Linked DNA regions of Oryctolagus cuniculus: region 2 is linked to region 1. Evidence: chromatin contacts called from public Hi-C data. All regions are on one chromosome and are shown on one strand. Each heading gives the region's core, a stretch centred on a gene start, on an enhancer-like site or on the middle of the called end of the contact. The rest is flanking DNA. Distances are from core to core; before and after follow the strand shown. Region 1 holds the start of AHCYL2 (adenosylhomocysteinase like 2). Region 2 overlaps STRIP2 (striatin interacting protein 2).

The links. A called contact is a pair of places that touch in the nucleus more often than the background predicts.
Region 2: a Hi-C map of psoas muscle shows a contact between it and region 1, with 3 times the contacts expected there. The contact joins the enhancer-like site here to the promoter of AHCYL2 in region 1. A contact is called at or near these places in 3 of 6 Hi-C or Micro-C datasets (ear pinna, psoas muscle and an unstated tissue).

The regions. Positions count from the first base shown.
Region 1 is chr3:165,403,442-165,410,598 of mOryCun1.1, forward strand. AHCYL2 (adenosylhomocysteinase like 2) reads left to right here and starts at 2,352. Exons shown (of 17, transcript XM_008258210.4): 1 at 2,352-2,804. The coding sequence starts at 2,418.
Region 2 is chr3:165,655,780-165,663,078 of mOryCun1.1, forward strand. STRIP2 (striatin interacting protein 2) reads left to right here. Exons shown (of 23, transcript XR_007920749.2): 10 at 67-284; 11 at 487-552; 12 at 1,223-1,286; 13 at 2,186-2,257; 14 at 5,093-5,167; 15 at 5,759-5,856; 16 at 6,264-6,390. Among named protein-coding and RNA genes, the nearest start is that of STRIP2, 22 kb to the left of the region's middle. Within about 2 kb of position 5,217, at least 3 of the 8 cell types and tissues checked have an H3K27ac peak or open chromatin away from gene starts, as enhancers often do. A contact at or near this core is called in ear pinna, where this site is marked.

The DNA of each region.
Region 1 (7,157 bases), core at 1,102-3,601:
CTGCAGGTGGCGGCTTTACCTGCTACATCACAGTGCTGGCCCCTCATTGTTCATTCACTCCTTGCAACAGCATGTTCTTCAAGATACAGTATCTTAAGGCTTTGAGGATGTCATGGTGTTGGTGGTGGGGGTGTCTTGCTTTCTTTATTATTTACTTGTTCTGCTATGTTGTCTCTGTCCTTCACATGGGAGATTTTCTTCATACGTCTGGTGGCTTTGCTCCGACTTAAGGGTGATGTACTTAACAGGTTCAGGAAAACCATGTGACCATGAGTATGGTGTTCACCATGGGTGCGCTGGCTAGCCTATATCCTGGGGGAGCTCTCAATGTTACTAGCTTCATTTTCCTTCTTGGACTGGCTAGATACCTCAGAGAAGTTCTCCCTGTCTACCACGGTTCTCGAAGCTGCATGAGCCAGGCGAAGGGGAAAGCTCTGTAGTGCACACTTCGCTAAGGCGTTCATAAACTTGTGCTTGACCAGCATGGTGATTTTCCTTCAGCTGTGCCTGGTGGCCCTCAGCCACAGAGATGGCAGAGGCAGCAGGTGCGTAGCGATGGAGGTGCGAATGGGGGAAGAGTATGCCTTGACAGTTGGTCCCCAGAGTGGTGGTGCCTGAATAAATAAAACACGAAGATCCGTTTCTGTGCAGTGCTCTGATCCCTTATGTTTTCTAACCACGTTCCGCTCTAGGACTAACCACCCCTTCAGGGATCACTTCTGCTGGCGCTCCAGGTGGGCAGCTGCTGCCTTCTGGGCTCCAGCACACGCCAGGTGGCTATACCACAGCTCCCTTGTGCATTAGCGGGAAGAAAGAAATCAGTTACGGGCGGCTAATCTCTGCCCCAACAGCTGGAAGATGAAGCTCGGGGCTGGATTTCTGTCACCGGCAGGACGTTCTGAAAGCCAGAACGTGAAGAGGAAGCGTCCTTGAGCTCTTGTGCTTGGGAGACTCGTGGACTTGGTAGAAATCGCAGCGCTCAGATGTCTTGGTGGGAGGCACAGATCTGACACCAGGAATGAGAGCTTCCCTTCCAACCAGGACAGCTCCACGAAGTTCACAGGTTCACAGTAGCTCAAGGGAAGGAGAGAGCCAGGCAGGGGACTTCTCTTCCTTACCAGGGGGAAAAATGGTTACTCCAAAGTCGCCTGCCTGAGTTGTCCGGGTTATTAAGGCATAAACTGTGCCTCAGTCTGAGTAACAGAGAAGCAAAAAATCCGTCTCTTCATCTGTCATCAGAGTTGATTGCAGTGTAATGTATTTTAAGAGTTATTTATATAAAATCTCATTTACTGTTCACTTTCGTCTGCTTAGATTAGTATTTTTTATCATAAGCACGTATTTATCTTATTAACAGTTCTTGGAAACTTACTTGTAGAGGTTGTAACCATTATATTTTGGACAGTTTAAAATACGTCTCTGTTATTAAAAACTGCCAATTTAAAGACTACAGAAAGGTACACACAAAGTAAAAGCTACCCAAAATCTCATCATTTGGAGAAATGACCATTCGTATGTTAATGAATATTCCTTTATGCCGACTCACGAACTTGGATTTCTGATTATTTCCTCGCAGAATTAATAGGTCAAAAGATGTGGCCTCATTTAAGGAGACCCGCGAATTCCTCAGCCTTCGAAGTTGTCAGCTTGGAGACCCGAAATGTGCCCGAAGTCACCAAAGCACACAAGGTCCTGTCTTATTCGTTCTGAAAACAAAGGCATTAAAGTTTGCAAAGGCATCAGGGAAAGAAAGGAAAACCTAGCCACTTCCACCCGGGCAGAGCCCTCCTCCCGTGACGCCGCCGCTCTGCCTTGAAACACCGGCTCACGTGGCCGCAGACGCGCGCGCACTCGGAGGACAGTCACGCCGGCCGGGTAGCGCGCCCTTCCTCCCCCACTTTCCCTGAGGCTTCTGGCGTTCCTGGCCCGGAAGCCACAACTCCTCTGCAGACTTTCTCGTCTTCATCCCCACTGGAGAGTCTCCTATCCCCACTCCCCTCCCCTAGCCGCCCGCCCTAGGCCCAGGAGTTCCCTCTCCCAGGCGTCCTGGAGCAAAGGCCGGAAGGGACTACAACTCCCAGGGGGCCGCGAAGCCACGCCCCCGCAGCGCGCGGTGCAGGTCGGGGGCTGAGGTCCCTCAGTGTCCTCGCCGGGCGCCGTCCCGAGCAAGCGCACTACAGGTTCCGAGGCGCCTCGCGCGCCAGCCGGACCGGACGGGGGCGGGGCGGGGAGGGGCGGGGCTGGAGAAGCCGGGGCTGGCGGGCGGGCGGGCAGGCGGGCGGAGGAAGGGGGTGGGAGCGGAGGCGATGGAGGGGAGGAGTGGGGGAATGGGGGAGGGAAGGGGAAGGGAGGTGGGAGGCGGGGCCGAGCCGGAGCTGGAGCTGGAGTCAGAGCCGGCGGTTGCAGCGGAGGCGGTGATGTCGGTGCAGGTTGTGTCAGCGGCGGCGGCGGCAGCAGCCAAGGTGCCTGAGGTGGAGCTGAAGGACCTGAGTCCGTCCGAGGCGGAGCCGCAGCTAGGACTGAGCGCCGCGGCCGTGGGCGCCATGGTCCCCCCAGCGGGCGGCGGAGACCCCGAGGCTCCAGCTCCTGCCGCGGAGCGGCCCCCGGCCCCCGGCCCGGGCTCGGGGCCCGCCGCCGCCGCCGCCGCCGCCGCGGCTCTCAGCCCTGCCGCCGGGAAGGTGCCTCAGGCGTCGGCCATGAAGCGGAGCGACCCGCATCACCAGCACCAGCGGCACCGCGACGGCGGCGAGGCCCTGGTCAGCCCCGACGGCACCGTCACCGAGGCGCCGCGCACGGTCAAGAAGGTATTGGGGCCGGGCTGCCTCTCGAGGAGAGGGAGGGAGGAGCGGGAGCCGCGGGTCGTCCGGCGCCGCGGCGGCCCCTCCACGCCCTCCCTTCCGATCGCGGGAGCAGAGCGCCTGCCCCTGCAGCCCCGAGTGTCGGGGGTGCGGCCGCCCGGCCTCCGGGCGGCTCGGCCGCACTTGGCTCCGAGTAACATGGAGGGAGCGCTCCGCTACTACTTGCAATAGGCGGGGTGGGAGAGAGGCGCCCCTCGCACCCCCTGACTCGGGCGTGGGGACCCTCCCAGCCATCGGGGTGCAGGGATCGTCTCTGGAGAGCTCGCATGGCAAGCCTGGGAGTTGTGTGGTCCCCCCACGCCCCGGCCGGCCGCGTCCGGAGAGCAGCCGTGCCCTTGCTTCCCAGCTCGCGTGGAAGCCTCACGTCTTTGAATGTAAAGGCGCAGGAGGGATTCTCCTTACTCTTTTTTTTTCCCCCTGAAAAGGTTTGTCCTCCCTGCTCTGTCGTTGGCCACCAGGATTGCTTCCTTGGCTCCTTTATTATCATCTGAAAGTGTTAGGAAGAAATGCTGCCTTGGGGGGCGGGGTGGGGGCAGTCATTGTGAGGCTTTCTGTCTGAGCTGTCAGCTTCTTGCACCGTGTGGAGGGCGCCTCGGAACTGCGGGGAGCAAGTGCCCCCAGGTGTACCACGCCCCTGGGCTACCAGTCCGCGAGGCTGCCCGTGGCGTGGCTGTCTTCTGTCTGGGAGCGAAATCAGCACCGACAGACAGGACAAACACTGACACAGAGACGTGGACCCTGGGAAAACGGATGGTGGCAGATTTCCTAGGCAAACTCTACACAGTGATTTGTGATTGTAATTGAAATTGATCGTATCAGAACATCAATAAAGGGATGGGAGGCTGCCTGGGGTTTACTGTGTAGCACTCGGCTGAACTGGAACCTGGGATCCGGCTAACTTTTTGTTGTTACAGCTCCGTGACAGCCCTTTCATGCCAGCCACCGTGTCAGAGGCAAGGCTGGTGGAATTCAGTAGTGCTTTAGGACAGTGTCCTTGTCACTTGCAGCGCGAAACTCCTGTGGGAAGAATTACAATAGAAAGGCAGCATGGGCACCACTGTGGGAAGCACTTGTATAATGTCTGCGAGTCTGAAGCATATTTCTGACTAGTGGAGTTGCTTTATAACTTTGGCCAAATCTTTTTCTTGTGATTAAGAGTCTTTTTGTCTACAATCTGTAATTTTATTAGATCTCTTGAGGGTAAAAGTACTTAACAGATTGCGTTTAAAGCATTGGATTAACAGCCAGGCAGACCTGTGTTCCAATCCTGTACCCTCTTCACTAGCTTTTGGGTAGTTACCAAGTCCTGCAAATCCTAGCTTCCTCTTATGTAAAATAGGATATGAAGTGAACTTGCTGCATATCAGAGGGTCTTAGGAAGTTGCAGCTATCATTCACTATAAGATTTATATTCCTCCCATTATTGCTTAAAGACAGGCCACCGTGACTTCTAAAGATACGATTCTGCAGAACGAAGTTAAAAATCACAGGCCACCACCAGAGTCTGTTTTAATTCTAGATATGCTTCTCGACTGTGTTCCTTGTCGCTGAAGCACTTTCTTGTTTTTTGTTTTTTGTTTTTTTTTTTTTTTTTTCAGCATCAAAATGTGTGTTCTGTGATTCTAGGTTTACTCAGCAGCCTCAAGGCTGTGGGAGACAGGGCTGAGCTTGCCTTACAATGTTAATTACACACATGCACACACAAACAAAACCCAGCTTCTTTGCTGAAAATTAAGTGGATGAGGCTGTGGGCAAGGAGGCAGCTGCCTTGACAAAACTAAGGGCACTGCTGAGCTGCTTTCTGGGGCGGGACCTTTAACTTTCTGCGTGTCCATTGGCTGAATGAGAACAAGATTTCTTCCCTCAAGTTGAAAGTCTCCCACCAGGGGACTGCAGTATGACATTTTGATTTGTTGAGCATTTCCTGATTTTTAGATTGTCTATTTAAGTAATCATTCTGCCCTGGACTCCCTTCTGCTTTTATTATGAGGGAGGTCTGGGGGGACTGGGACTGAAATAGCTGCCTTTGGCTCTGTAACTGGTGACTGTTGCTTTTATTTTGTAATTGTCGTGTGCAAACATTTCAGTTATATTTTCATTGATGATTTCCCTACTCTATTCATGTATCTGTCATCATTTTTCTTAGTTCTGTTACTCTGCTCAGTGACACATGGGAAATAAACCTTTCTTGAAGAACCAGAATTCCCAAGTGCTTTGGTTGATGAGAATAAATGTATGATTGACAGGTTACTCAGACACCTTTGGTACCTGTCTCCATCCCGTTAGCTTAGGGGGCTCTGGGTGTCAGATGTTGTCATTGCAGCTTTGAAACAGGATAGTCATTCAAAAAGTTAGTGGAAGAGCCCGTGTGGCGTAGTGGGTAAAGGTGCCATCTGTGGTGCTGGCATCCCAAATGGGTGCCAGTTTGAGTCCTGGATGCTCCACTTCTGATCCAGCTCCCTGCTGATGAGCCTGGAAAATCAGCAGAGGGTGGCCCAAATGCTTGGGCCCCTGCCCCCATGAGGGAGACCCTGAGGACGTTCCTGGCTTCTGGCCTTGGCCTGGCCTAACTCCAGCCGTTGTAGCCATTTGGGGAATAAACCAGTGGATTGAAGATCTCTCTCTCTCTCCTCTTTCTCTGTAACTCTGCCTTTCAAATTAATTAATTTAAAAAAAAAGTTTGTGGAAAAATGGAATTTATTAAAGTTTATTTTAGTGCAAAAATTTTGAAATCCATGCTTAATTTTTTTGTAATACACATTTTCATGAACTCTTTGAAGACTTCCCATGTTTATACATGTTGTTCATAAACTCACATTAAGTGAGCCTGTGAAACCAAGAATCTGTAAAATGTCATATGCGAAATGGGAAGATAAGTTTCACAGTGAATGCAGTAGCAGTCACCGAAAGTATTTCTTCCTTGTGTTGTTGAAAATAAGGATAGGAGTGTCGGAGCACAGCAGGGAGAACAAGCAAGAGAGGATCTTCCAAAGCTGAAAATTAAAACTTCCTGACAGTAAGGCCGGAAGCCCGAGAACCTCAGCTAGTTTGTGCCTACCTCAGGATCAGTAGTGACTGTGTTGAAATAGACTCTTGATTCCTTTTGGCAATTGTGCCCGTCTCGCGCTGACTTAGTTGCTGTCAGAGGAGATTGACTTGAGCCACGTTAGCACTTTCTTGCCCTGATTTGTTTAATCTCTTGATTTGGTTAATTACGGATTGCTGAAATGGAATATTTTGGATGTAGGCATGGGACCGTGGGAGCAGCATGACTCCTTTGCTAGTTAAAGAACAGCCTTGCAAAGTTCGGTAAGGCAGTTGGCACTCGGGCTCTCAATAGTTACCATTAGTTGGCCTTTTATGTACCAGGAATTATCATAGGCAGTTCTGTAATCCTGACAATTCCATGAGATATAGGTGGCTTTAGCTCCGTTAAAAAAATGCTTGTTTATTTTTACTTACTTGAAAGGCAGAGCAGCACAGAGGTATAAAGGAGAGAAAGAGAGAGAGGTAGAGAGGTAGAGAGGTGTCCTGTCTGCTGTTCCATCTGATGGTTCACTCCCCAAATGCCCACAACAGCCAGGGCTTAGAACCCAATCCAGGTATCCCACATAGGTGGCAGGGACCTGCTGCCTGCCAGGGTGTGCATTAGCAGGAAGCTGGATTGGAAGCGTGGAGTAGCCAGGACTTGAACCAGCACTCTGTTGTGGGATGTGGGCATCCCGAGAGGTACCTTAACTTGCTGTGCCACAAAGCCTGCCCATTATCTCCACTTCACACATGAGGAAATGAGGGCTAGCGACATTAAGTGCCTTCCCCAAGGATACACATCTATAAAGTGGCAGGGTAGTGTTTCAACCCACATCTGTTTCCAAAGCCCTTGTTCTTTTCCTTGTGCCACACGGGTTTTTTTCTGACTGCTTGGATGCTGGGTTCTGGCCTTTCCCAGAAGTCTTTGTATTGTAAATGAAGTCTAAGGTGTGTTTGGCTAAGGCTTGGGTCATACAAGGCCAAGGTATCGAAAGTCTGAGGGCTTTAGGAAGAGGACAGAAGTAGCACAAATGTAGAACCTCAAAGAATTGTAAAACAGAAGAGAGGAAGAAGAACATCTTACACTGACAAGTGTTTTGAAATCAGTGATGCATACCTGAGGAATATATTCTGTCTTCCTGTTCAGTCAAGAAAATTTCCCTGTTAAGTCCCGCCTTCTATAAAAATCAATCTCTGATAAAACATTTGAACTTCAGAAGGGGAAGTATACTGTTGTATGCTCCTGCTGGCACTAGGCATTGTACTTAC
Region 2 (7,299 bases), core at 3,967-6,466, 260 kb after region 1:
TGGTAGGGGATGGCTCCTTATCAGGATGCCTAGGGCGAGGTCTCTGCTCTCCCTCCCACCCCACAGCAACTCCTCACTAAGCAGGACAGCCTGGACATCTACAATGAAAGGGATCTCTTCAAGAACGAGGAACCAGCCACAGAGGAGGAAGAGGAGCCTGCTGGCGATGGAGAGTTAGACTTGCTGGAGCAGGACCCTCTGGTCCCACCGCCGCCCTCACAAGCGCCCCTCTCTGCCGAACGGGTGGCCTTTCCCAAGGGCCTTCCCTGGGCCCCGAAGGTCAGGTAAGGGGAACAGGCCCGGGGCGGAGCGATCTGTATTCGGGGCTCATTAACATGGCAGTCCGAGCCCCTGTGTTTGAAGTTCCCTCTTTAAATGCTGTCTCTCCCCCATGGCTCCGGCCTTCCAACTGGAGCACAGGAGCCCAGCGAGGCTCTAAGGTGTGCTTTCTTCCCTTCTCGGGCTGACCTCTTGTCACCCTCTCAGGCAGAAGGACATCGAGCACTTCTTGGAGATGAGCAGGAACAAGTTCATCGGATTCACCCTGGGGCAGTAAGTGACTGATGGTCGGGGCTGGCTGTGGAGTGGCTCCTGGGGCCAGGGGACCAGGTAGCGTGGAGTGAGGCAGGTTGCCTGGGAGTCATACTGCGGCCCAGAGCAGCTGGACAAAGGGCGACTCCCAGTGAGTACTTCAGGTTCTTTCCATGGAGTTTTTTCCTTGGGTTTCTTTCAGTTTCCTCAAAGAACTTCTGTGTTCTGAGCCAGATATAAGACCTTGAGCATAGGAAATTTCCCTTTGGGGTTTCAATATCTTCCTGACCTAACCTTCAGGGCCCTTCCTGCTCTAATGGGGTAAAATTCTGTGAATAAGGCACATGGTGGGAACCGCTCAGTCTTCTCCCATTTCTTGGCCCTCGTGAGTCCTTCCCACTGGCCACTACAAAACTGAGAGGGTTGTGTTTCTGGGATTTAACTATCACTGAGCCACACCACTTTTAGGTGGGAACCTACCACTCCCAGACTAAGTGAATCTCCTAGTTTTCATAAACACTTCAGTGTGCCATGGTTCTTTCTGTGTCCTGAAGTGATGCTGGGGGACCCAGAAGCTTGCAGAATACCAGGGTGTAGATGTGAAAGTGGCACGGCCCGTGTCACCCCAGAGGGTATGAGTAGTTCTCTGTACTTTGAAAGCTCATGATCTGGTGTGTCTGGCCTTTCACAGGGACACAGATACCTTGGTTGGATTACCCAGACCCATCCATGAGAGTGTGAAGACCCTTAAACAGGTGACCAGTCGGGCTCTCGGGGCTAGGGAGCCATCAAGCTGAGTCAGATTGTCAGGGGTCCTGGAAGCTGGGTGGAACTCTCCTGACAGATTCATTCTGTACCTCCTACAAATTCCCCTGCAGGCCTTCTGGCCAAACCGGAAAAATAAAACCTCTCCCTAACTACCCAGTTTCTCACATTCAGACAGATGGACTTCTTTCTTCTCATTCCCTTTCTGCCTTCCCATCCTTCTCTTTCCCCCCACCTGTCTCCCTCGAAGGCCCACAAACTCCCCAAGGCCCGGATTGCGCAGACAACTCCTCAGCATCCACTGTGTGTGTGGATACAAAGTGTGGGTTCATCACACCACACATACATCAGAACCCTCAGGGCAGGGCTGGGCATTCGGCCTTCGAGACCCACCTCCGCACCTGACTCCAGCTTCCGGCTAATGCAGACACCAGCAGGCACCAGTGATGGCTCAAATAGTTGGGCCCCTGCCACCCACATGGGAGACCTAGATTGGGGTCCCAGCTCCCAGCTTCTACCCTCTGGCTAGTTCAGGCACTTGAGGAGTGACGCAACAGATGGAGGAGCTCTTTCTTTCTCTGTTTTCTGCCTCTCAAATAAATAAATATCCTCTTAGGGCAGGGACATGGGCCTGTGGTTGGTTTCTACTTTGTGTAAAGGTAAATGCTATAAAGGTATTTGCTGCTGTTCAGTAATTATGGAAACAGGGAATAAACAGCAACAGTGCTCATGCGGGGGTAAATAGGACTCCTGTCCTCAAAGAGTTCATGTCCATTTGGGGTGGCAAACCATAATCAGAACATTTTCTTGTCGGTGATGAAGTTAAGTAAGGCCTGGTGCACATGTGGCTGAGGCCCTAAGCCCTTGTTGATCTTCTCATCTTCCCCAGCACAAGTATATCTCCATCGCAGACGTGCAGATCAAGAACGAAGAGGAGCTGGAGAAATGCCCCATGTCTTTGGTGAGCCTTGGGCTCCTGCACAGGAGGACAGCAGGAGGAACTCTGTCTGGTGCTGCCCCAGAGCTGTGTGCATGTGCTCATTCAGTGTATTGGCTCTACCTGAGTGCCAGACAAGACAAGGTCCTGGCTTCCACAATATATTAAAGTTAGGGAAGAAAGACAGTAAACAAATAGGCAACCCAAAGACTATCAGTTAATGCTAAGTACAATGAATGCAATGTAAATAGGACGACACGATAGCATCTGTAGACTACCTTAGGTTGGGCACTCAAAGTAGGTAGACCTCTGAGAAGGTGACTTTTCAGCACGATCTGAAATGTGAGAAGAAGCCAGACGTAGGAACACCGGAAGAAAGAGCCTTCCAAGCAGAGGGAACAGCAGGGAGCAGCGGGAACAGAGGGGAGCGCAAGGACAGAGTGTCTGGAGAACTGAGCTGAGGGGTGGGGTTGTGGAGGCAGAGTCAAAGACGTCACCTGAGACTTTACACAGGACCTGTAAGCAAAAGTGGGGAAGCTCAGAATTGGTTCCTGGCACACGGGAAAGCCTTTTGGGTTTTAAGCAGGGAAGCAACATGATCTGATTTATGCTTTTATTATTATTTAAAAAGTTTAATTATTTGAGATAAAGAGAGAAATATAACTCCCATCTGCTGGTTCAAGCTCCATGGCCTATAGTGGCCAGGGCCAGGCCAGGGCTGAGGCTGGGAGCCTGGAACTTAATCCACATCTCCCATGTGGGTGACAGGAATCCAAATACTGAGTTATCACTGCTGCCTCCCAGGATCTGTGTTAGCAGGAAGCTGGATCAAGAGCCAGAACCAAGAATCCGACTCAGGTTCTCTGATGTGGGATGCAGATATCTTGAGCAATGTCTTACTCACTAGGCTAAACTCCTACTCCAATTTATGTTTTTCAAAACTATTGGCTCAGGGGCCGGTGCTGTGGCATAGGGGGTTAAGCCACCACTTCCAGTGCCACCATCCTATATGGGTGCCTGTTTGAGTCCCAACTGCTCCAGTTCCCATCCAGCTCCCTACTAATGCACCTGGAAAAATCAGCAGAGGATGGCCCAAGTGCTTGGCTCCCTACACCCACTTGGGAGGCCTAGATGAAGCTTCTAGCTCCTGGATTTGGTCTGGCCCAGCTCCAGCTGTTGCTACCATTTGGGGTAGCTGATGGAAGACTTCTGTCTCTGTGTCTCCACCTCTCCTTCTCTTTAACTCCACTTTTAAAATAAATAAATAAATCTTTAGAAAACAAAAGAACAACAAAAACAAAAACCCATTGGCTGCCACGTAAAGATAGGACCAGAAAAGAGTAGAAGCAGGGAGACCAGATAGGCAGCTCTTAAAATGGTCCAGGTGAGAGATGATGGTGACCAGCACTGGGGAAGTATTTATGAACATGGAGAAAAGTGAGTGAACTTGGGCTATATTTTAGAGATCTAGCTGACAGGACTTGAAGTTCAATTGGATGTAGACAGGCAGAGAGAGGAATCCAGAGTAAGTACCCTTTGCCAAGATGGGGAGGAATATTAAGAGTTCTGTTTTCATCATACTAAGCTTTAGACGCCTGTTAGCTATCCAAGAGACACTGCCAGGCAATCAAATATATAGGTCTGGAGTCCTAGGGAGGAGGCTGTTTCTAGAAATAAATTTGAGAGTCACTGACTTACAGACCATGTGAATAGCCCTAGAACCAGCTGCGGTGACTCAAGGAAGGAGCAGAGACAGAGAAGAGCATGGAACCCTTGACAAAGCCCTGGGACAAGCCAATGTGTTGAGAGTGGGGTGAGTTAGAAAAGGAGCCAGAAACGAAGAGTAAGAAAAACACAAAGTGGGAGCAAACCCAGGAGACGGCGGCATAAACACTAGGTGTTTCAGTGCAGGCGTTTGGCATAGCTATAAGATGCCAGTTGGCTCAGTACCCAACCCTGCTCCTGATTCCAGCTTCCTGCCACTGTGCACCCTGGGAGGCAGCAGCCTTGGCTCAAGTCCTCGGCCATTCACACAGGAGACCCAGATTGAGTTCTGGGCTCCTAGCTCCGGGCTTCAGTCTGTATTAGCCCTGCCTCTTACAGGCATTTGGGAGTGAACCAGTGAGTGGAAGCTCTATCTCTCTGTCTCTTTGTGTACCTATATCTCTGCCTCTCAGATAAATAAGTAAAACTGAGGGGAAAAATGGCCACAGACAGTTGTGCATGGGGGGACTCGTCAGAAAAAGAAAGTGCTGTTGTTGGGGCTAATGGAAAGAAGAAGCTAGTTTGCTTCCACCTAAAAGCTTCCCTGCAAATACTCCTCCTGTCCCTCTGGGTTATAAGTCACCCTTATGAGCCTTCATTGTTGAGCCACCTACCTCTTCTTCCTGGATTACAGAGCGTTCTATAGCTCTTGGCTCCCCAGGTGGACACCGTGGAAAGTACCTCTGTGTGCAGCGTCTGTTCCAGTATCCCAGGCATACCTGTGGCCTACTTGAGCCCATGTGTGTCCAGGGTGGTCCTTCTGGCCTGTGTGTCTGTCCAGCCAAGCAGTCTTCTGACCCAGCTCTTGGGAGGAAGTTGTGACTCCTGAAAGAAATTCTGGACTCACGCCAGGGAGTGGAAAAACCGGAATCATACATTGTGAGACCCAGAAGAGCCAAGAAAGGCCATGCTGACCAGCCTGCTGATCCTACTGAAGAAGAAATTAGGACTTGGAGAGGAAGGTGACCTTTCCAAGGTCGTACAGTGAGCCATCAACAGCTCTAGGGGGAGAACCTAGGTCTGACTCGGCCCCCGTGCTCTCTGCACGCCACCCCTCACGACCTGGCCTATGCAAACCGTGTGTTTCTGCCACAGGGGGAAGAGGTGGTTCCAGAGACGCCGTGTGAAATCCTCTACCAGGGCATGCTGTACAGCCTCCCCCAGTACATGGTAAGGAGCCAGCTGGGCCACCGCAGCCCTTCTCCACTGCCAGGAGCACACAGCCGGGAGCCGTGTCAAGCTGGCTGTCCGCCCTTTGAGCTTTTCCCTGAGATTTCGCCCCTCGGCAAGGCATTCTGAGCTTTCCCCAGGGCCCCTCTGAAGGAGCTGTTCTCCCTCCTCTTTCTTTGGGAGGGGTGGACGACAAGGTGAGCCTTGTAAGGGCTGAGTTGGGGGCCCTCCTCCTAGGTAAGTGCAGAGTCCTCTGAGATCTGCCAGGGCCGCCAAGGCCTACATAGCCTCACGCTGAAAGTGGGGGCAGTGCTGCCAGTCAGGGTGGTGGGAGGAGTTGAGCTTATCCCTCCCTGTTTTTGTGCAACCTCCCCTTTGGATAGAGCAGTCTTGAAGCAGAGCAGCCTGTCAACTCCCTGTGGCTCCCTCCCTAGCCTAACAGGCAGGCCTCTCAGGACTGGGCACCTGTTTGCCCTTCTGGGTGCTGGGGAGATTTGATCCCCAAGGGAAGAACATAGGGAAAGGCTTGAAAACGCTTCCCATGGGGCTGGTGAGGTGGGGAGAACCACCGCCTCCTCTTCCGCTTCCCAGATCGCTCTGCTTAAGATTCTGCTGGCCGCAGCCCCCACCTCCAAGGCTAAGACAGACTCTATCAACATCCTGGCAGACGTCCTGCCCGAGGAGATGCCGTGAGTGCTTCCACCGGGCACTAGCTGTCTTGTCTGTCCCCGCCCCTCCTTGTGAACGCTCACGGGATCGTCCCCAGCGAGATCTCCCACTCCCCGGCAGGCCTCTCTGCTGTGCTCTTTTTAGCTGAGGACGGAGGGCCTGGAGGGCGACCTCCGTGCCAGTGACTGGCAGCCCAGGGATGTGGGTGGACACTGCCAAGGGACGAGCTTCCCCGAGGAGAGAGAGAGCAACAGAGACCAGTGGAGGTTTTCTCCAGACAGGCTTGCAGGTGGGAACTCTGCAGGTTTCCCTAGCACAGAAGTTCAGGTTCCTCCCGCTTGTACTGCTTCTGACCCAAGGACGTGGGTCATCGTGGGCCTCCCTTTAAGATCATCCTCTCCACCGATGCCTCCTCTCCCCACTGCAGCATCACTGTTGTACAGAGCATGAAGCTGGGCATTGATGTGAACAGACACAAAGAGATCATTGTCAAGAGTATCTCTGCCCTGCTCCTCCTGCTTCTCAAACACTTCAAACTCAACCACATCTACCAGGTAAGCAGCCAGAAACACTCCATGGGTCTCAGGTGTTCTCCAGGCCCCGTCTCTTGGGGAGGAATGCAGGGCCCGTGAAGTCCACCGAGCATCTTTCAGCCTTGTCTTTCTAGAAGCTTGAGCTGGGGGCATGGAGTGGTGGTAGGGAGCTACGTGTAGAAAGGTATAGATGTCCATGTTCTTTGTATGTTATCCCAGCGTTATGAGTAGGGATCTTGACTTCTTGGGAATATGCCCAGGCCAGACAGAATTCTAACATTCTACAAAAAAAGAAAGGGTGGCAAAGTATGTTGACCACACTTTTCTGTGTGTGAAGCACTTTTCTGACATTTGAGATATAATTCTGAATAAGGTACAGTGCTGGCTCTTAAGGGCCTGATGTCTTGTAAAGGATACAAGTACAAAATAACCAATTTTACAATTATAGAGTGATAAATGCTGTCATGCAGTTGGGGCCGGCCCAGGCCAAAGCCAGGGGCCCAGAACTCCATCCGGATCTCTCTGGCATGGAGTACTTCCCAAACGCATTACCAGGGCACTGGATTGGCAGCAGAGTAGCCAGGTCCTGAACCAGCACTCCAACATGGGATGCAGGCATCACAAACAGCAGCGTAAGCCACTGCACCACAGTTCTTCCCCGTGATAGAAACACCGAATCTAGCTTGAAGCAGAGAAGAGATGACTTCTAACCAGAGTCCTAGAGAAACATATTAGCCAGGATGTGGGAGTTTCAGGGGAGGAGACCAGGAAGCATTTCAAGCAGAAAAGCTAGTTACATGGAAGTCCAGAGGGGAGAGAGCAAAGTGCCTTTGCAGACGGCAATTAACTGTTTCTGGAGTTCTGCCTGGCACGGGGAGAGACGGGAACGGCCTGGTAGTCCATGGCAAGGAACAGATCAAGGTATTTCTG